Linked DNA regions of Canis lupus: region 2 is linked to region 1. The links are chromatin contacts, called in public Hi-C maps. All regions are on one chromosome and are shown on one strand. The core of a region is the stretch at or near the end of the contact, and the rest is flanking DNA. Distances in the headings are between cores, read along the strand shown. Region 1 holds the start of SMIM11A (small integral membrane protein 11A). Region 2 holds the start of RCAN1 (calcipressin-1).

Region 1 (2,960 bases), core at 188-2,687:
GCCTTCCCCCCTCCCCCTGCAATTACAGCAGCCAACTCAGCCCTTTCTGTAGCACCCCAGCAGGACTTCAGCAAAGGAGAACTGAGAAAGCTAAAAACATCCGCAGGCTCTTAGCTCCGGCACCGCAGGTGCACACCTGCTGCAGTATTAGACACAGGCGCAGGTGGTATCTGAGGGCCGCACTGCAAAAGCCAACGAGACAGGGGCAATTCTGAGGTATAAAATCTAAGAAGTGCAGGGAGTTTTAGACTTTCTCTGGACTCATCCACAATCTTAGCTTAACATCTGAAAAATAGCAATGCCTTGGATAGAAATGGTTCTGTCTCCTTTACTGCAAAAAAAAAAAAAAAAAAAAAAGTCTCATTTTTTTCCTTTGCCAGTTTTCTCCCCCAAAACCAGAAGCCCCATCCACCGATGAAAGCAATCTGGGGGCGGGGGGGGGGGGGGGGTGGATTCCCGGGTGGCTCAGCGGTTTGGCACCTGCCTTTGGCCCAGGGTGTGACCCCGGGGACCTGGGATCAAGTCCCACATCGGGCTCCCTGCATGGGGCCTGCTTCTCCCTCTGCCTGTGTCCCTGCCTCTGTGTCTCTCATTGATAAATAAAATCTTAAAAGAAAAAAGAAAGCCATCTGAACAGAATATCGTCCACAATCTACGTTTCCTTCTTGGCACCCCTAACAACCTCCAGGGCCGTCTGTGTCTTGGTGCCTCCGCCACTAAGCGGGACCCTGAGCCTTGCGAGCGCGGGCGCATCCCCAGGCTCTCCCCGGGGCACCCCAACTCTTCCCCCGCTCGTTGGCAGTTGAGAGGTTGGGGGGTGGGGTGGCAGCTGCAGGTGCCCGGGCCGCGGACCCCGCGAGGCCTGGACGACCGGGCCGGGGCGACGACCCGCAGGTGGGGGCTGCGGCGGCTGGCACCCTCCCGCCCCCGCCCCCGCCCCGCCGACCCGGCGCCGGCCGGCGGGCATCCGCGACAGCAGGCGCAGACGCGGGGCGGCCACGCGACTCCCCAGCGCCCTAAAGAGCGGCCGGGCCTCGGGTCAGGCTCCGCTGACCGATGTCACCCACTTACAGCTGCAGGCCGCGGAGGAGCCGGCGCCAGGCCTGCACAGGAAGCGAGACTCCCAGCGTGCGGGGAGGAAACTACACATCCCGAAATGCACCGCAGCGCGCGCCGGCGCAGTGGGCCCGGGCTGCTGGGCGGGGGGGGGGGGGGGGGGCGGCGCGCAGGCGCAGCGCGGGGCGGGTCACGATTGGTGGTCCAGGCGCGGAGATGCGCGCGTCCTGCGCTCACCTGAGCTGCGGGCGCACGGAGGCGGGGAGTCCTGCGCCCCGAGGATCGAGTCTACAAACTTAGCGTTCATCTTGTTTGACAAAATGCGTGCATCTTCCCCAGGGACGGCGCCAGCCCGCGGTGCTGGCTTCCCCGGCTCCCGCTTCAGCGCGCGGTCCCTGCCCCACGGGAGGGCGCGCCCGACCCCAGATCGAGGCCGGGGCCACCCCCGGGCGTGTTCCCGGAGCTCGCTCTCCGGGCTCGGCTCCCCCTCGGGACTGAGGACCCCTGCAAGCGGAGACTGAGCGGCTGGCGCGAGAGAACGCGCGGCTTGGCAACGACGCGCTCCGCTGGATCCGAACCCGGGGGGCCGAACGCCAGATCGCATGGTGACGTGTGTGGTGATGAAGGACAGGATGCCGGGGTGCAGAGGAAGGGACAGCCCGAGCGGCGGAGGCTTTAGTTCTGCCCACAAGCCAAGTTTTCCGATAGAAAGTGACAAAGCTAGGGATGCTCTATGGCTCGGTGGTTGAGCGTCTGCCTTTGGCTCAGGTCTGACCCCGCCGGGTCATGAGATCGAGGCCCACATCTGGCTCTTCGGGGATGAGCCTCTCTTTCATCCCTCTTAGTCTCTGCCTCTCGCTGTCTCTGTGTCTCTCAAGAGTAAATAAATGAAATCCTTTTAAAAAGGGGGGGGGGGAGGATAAAACTAGCTTTGTCCTGAGCACTGTGAGGTCCCACTGAAGTCTCACAAGAAGACCATAGAGGAGGTAAAATAGCCAACTCGCAGGTGAGGAAGTGGAGGCACTAAGAGATTAAAGGGATTTGCTCAGGGTTGTTTTTACATTTTATTTATTTATTCATGAGACAAAGAGAGAGAGAGTCAGAGGCAGAGACACAGGCAGAGGGAGAAGCAGGCTCCATGCAGGGAGCCCTATGTGAGACTCAATCCTGGGTCTCCAGGATCACGCCCTGGGCTGAAGGTAGCGCTAAACCGCTGAGCCACTCGGGCTGCCCTCTGCCCAGGATCTTTTTTTTTTTTATTATTATTTTTTATTGGTGTTCAATTTGCCAACATATAGAGTAACACCCAGTGCTCATCCCATCAAGTGCCCCCTTCAGTGCCCCTCACCCAGTCACCCCCACCCCCCGCCCACCTCCCTTTCTACCACCCCTAGTTCCTTTCCCAGAGTTAGGAGTCTCTCATGTTCTGTCTCCCTCTCTGATAGTTCCCACTCATTTTTTCTCCTTTCCCCTTTATTGCCTTTCACTATTTTTTATATTCCCCAAATGAATGAGACCATATATTAGAAATGACAAATACCCACCATTTGCTTCGATGTGGCTGGAACTGGAGGGTATTATGCTGAGTGAAATAAGTCAATTGGAGAAGGACAAACATTATATGCCCAGGATTTTAAAGCCAACCAGTGCCACAGCTGGAAGCTGACGCTCAGTAGTCTGGATGTAGACTCCTATATGTAGACTCGTATCAGGGCAGCAAGTACCATGAGCTCCTTTTCCAACCTCTTCTGAACTCTGCTGTAAGAAGGAGGTGGGATTCAGGTCATGTGGAGCCAGTCATCCAAGCAAACCGAGCTCTAAAAGCAAAGGGGGTTGGGGCAAGGTGGGGAACCCAGCAAGTTGTTTGAATTGGCATCTTAGTTGCTGAGTTGAAAATAGCCAGC
Region 2 (2,960 bases), core at 257-2,756, 210 kb before region 1:
CCTACCTTAGGAGAAAATACAGGTCTGATTTTACACCTTCCAAGGAACCCTATACACATAAACAGGGTTACCATGTACTGGGCCCTTCCTGGACTCTTACCATATATGACCCCACTTTTCAGATCAGGAAACTAAGACTCAAGTTACTCGTCCCAGTCATTAACAGCAAAGCTGAAATTCAGACCTAGGTTTTCACTGCATCACGTCGTCTTTCACGGCGAAGGAATTCCATCTATTCTGCCTGCCAGGGGAGAGAGAGAGAGAGAGAGAGAGAGAGAGAGAGAGAGAGAGAGAGAGAGAAGCTGTTTTGAGAACTTGTGCATTCCCTCTATAAACTTCCCCAATGGTAGGGGCCGATGTTTTGTTCCTTTCATTATCTACCTCCTCTTGTACATAGCACTTAGTGGTAACTCAAACATTTACTTCTGATTATGTGAATTTTGAACAATGCTAGAATGACTAATAAGCTGAAATATAAAAATAACGTATTGCCGTCAACAGCCTAGTGCAACGATAAAAATAAGGTACTGCCGTCAACAGTCTAGGGCAACGCTCACTGCGTCTATATGCGATCATATACGGTAAGCATCTAACCGCTCGCCTTCCCTCTATAAGCTCCATGATAGGGACCGATGCTTCGTTCCTTTCATTATCTATCTCCTCTTGTACATAGCACTTACTGGTAACCCAAATACTCACTTCTGATCATATAAATTTTGAACAATGATAGATAAGCTGACTTATAAAAATAAGGCTGGTGCAACGCCTGCTGCGACTATATGCGATCATATACGGTAAGCATCTAACCGCTCGCCTTCCCTCTACAAACTCCCCAATGGTAGGGACCGATGCTTCTTCCTTTCATTATCTATCTCCTCTTGTAGATAGCACTTAGTGGTAACCCAAAAATTTACATTGTTTAAATTTTGAACAATGATGACTAATAAGCGGACATACAAAAATAAGGCTGGTGCATCGCCTGCTGCGACTATATGCGATCATATACGGTAAGCATCTAACCGCTTGCCGATAGCCACGGAGCCACAGCCAAAACTGAATCTCGCTTAAATCCCCCCAGAGTTGGCCTGCGAGCCTCCAAACGTCACCGCCTGGGGAACCAGAGAAGCGCTGCGGCTCCAGGTACCATCCGGCGCCCAAGACGCTGCCTGGCGCCGCGCAGCTGACACCAGCCGCCGGAAAAGTGGAACTGGCTGAACAGGCCTTTGCCCCTAACCAGTATGGCCACCGCGAGGCTTCGGGTTGAGGGCGGTAGCATGAGGGTCACGTGAGGACAATCCCGTTCCCTTATTGGCTTCCTCTCCTGGAAGGGCGGGGCACCGTCGACCGCGGGGCGGGGCGGCCTTAAAGGGCCCGCCGCTAAGCCCTCCCGAGCTCCGCCCCCGGGGCTGGGCGGGGCCTGCGCGCGGAGGCCGCGTCGGGAGCGGGGCGGGGGAGCCCCGGTGAGCGCCGCCGGCAGCGACGGGAGCCGGAGGGGGTGAGCCGCCGAGTCGGCGGGCGGGAGAGCGCGAGGGGCGCGCGCGCGAGCCCGGCCCGGCCGACGGGGGCGCACGGGGGGCGCGCGGGCTGGGGCGCGGGGATGGAGGACGCCGTGGCCGGGCCCCGGCTCCGGGCGGCGGCCGAGGCGGCCGAGGCGCGAGCGCAGCCCGGGGGGACGCTTCGGCCCTTCGCGCCGTTCTCGGGGGCGGCCGAGGCCGACGAGGGCGGCGGCGACTGGAGCTTCATCGACTGCGAGATGGAGGAGGTGGACCTGCAGGACCTGCCGAGCGCCACCATCGCCTGCCACCTGGACCCGCGCGTGTTCGTGGACGGCCTGTGCCGGGTGAGGGCCGGGCCGTCGGGGGAGGGCGGAGGGCGGAGGGCGGAGGGCGGAGGGCGGACACTTGTTGCCCGGAGGCGGCGGCGCGGGCAGCCTGTGCAGCCGGGGGCCCGGGGCAGCCGGTGCAGCGCGGGTCGCCGCGCGCGGGCCGCTCCTGGCCGGGCGGGGGCGCGCTCCCCGGGGCTCCCGGGTCCCCGAGCACCTGCCGGGCCGGGCCGGGCCGCGCGCGCACCCCGAGGCGGGGCTCCGGGCGCAGCGCCGTGGACCGCGGCTGGTCCTCGCCTCCCGGAGACGCGGGTGCCCCGGGGTGGGCGCAGCGGGGGGGGGGGGGGGCCGGGAGCGCGCACTGCCGCCCCCGGGGCACGCTGCACCGTCGCTCTGCGCTTAGTAACTCCTTTGGGGAAGGGGGCTCCCCTCATTCATCGGGAGCTGGGAACAGACGTGCAGCGGCGACGTGACTCACTGTTCATAAATAGGACAACGTCCCTGCATTCTCAATCTGCACTCTTGGAAGAAAAGCCAATGTTTGGGTGAGGATCTGTGGTTGCTCATTATCCTGTGGCTGGCCAGTTTTGGTGGAACAGTGTTGGGGAGGGCAAAGGGGGGGGAATGGGGAGGGGGAAGGGACCCATTCTCTAGGCCCTTACAATAGTCAGGAATCTTGCTACGTGAAGGGGTGACATGCCACCATCGGGACACTCAGTACATGAGGAGCTCATTTTTAATTATTATTATTATTATTATTATTATTATTATTTTAAATAGCTACCCAGTTTAGAAACTTAGGAGGGTGAGGGGGCAGGTATGAGTAATCAGTGGTGGTGGCGTGGCGGGGAGGAGGAATTTATTTCAGATCTGCAATTAGCGTGCACAATAGAATTTGGACAACGGAGGCATTGCAGAATAAAGCCTGTCTTTGAGAGATATGCCTCAGGAGGAGAGCAGCTGTCAAAAAAAAAAAAAAAAAGTGATGCTTTCCATGCTTGGCTCTGGGTCTGCGTATACTGTCAATGAACTTGTAGTTGAACGCCGCTGCCAAGAGGAACACCACTGGAGAACAGAGAATGCGTGCTCGCGTCCCATTTGTTTGTGATTTAGGTGCCCATCCACTTTCAGGAAGGAT

The links. Hi-C and Micro-C count contacts between places; a contact is called where the count stands out from the background.
Region 2: a contact with region 1 is called in a Hi-C map of blood, with 1.8 times the contacts expected there. The contact joins the promoter of RCAN1 here to the promoter of SMIM11A in region 1. A contact is called at or near these places in 2 of 9 Hi-C or Micro-C datasets (both in blood).

What each region holds. Positions count from the first base shown.
Region 1 is chr31:29,461,103-29,464,062 of UU_Cfam_GSD_1.0, reverse strand. It overlaps SMIM11A (small integral membrane protein 11A), which reads right to left and starts at 1,437. Exons shown (of 4, transcript XM_038581421.1): 1 at 1,294-1,437.
Region 2 is chr31:29,673,403-29,676,362 of UU_Cfam_GSD_1.0, reverse strand. RCAN1 (calcipressin-1) reads left to right here and starts at 1,506. Exons shown (of 4, transcript XM_038581430.1): 1 at 1,506-1,840. The coding sequence starts at 1,598. CLIC6 (chloride intracellular channel protein 6) reads right to left here and starts at 1,255. Exons shown (of 10, transcript XM_038581426.1): 1 at 958-1,255; 2 at 101-241.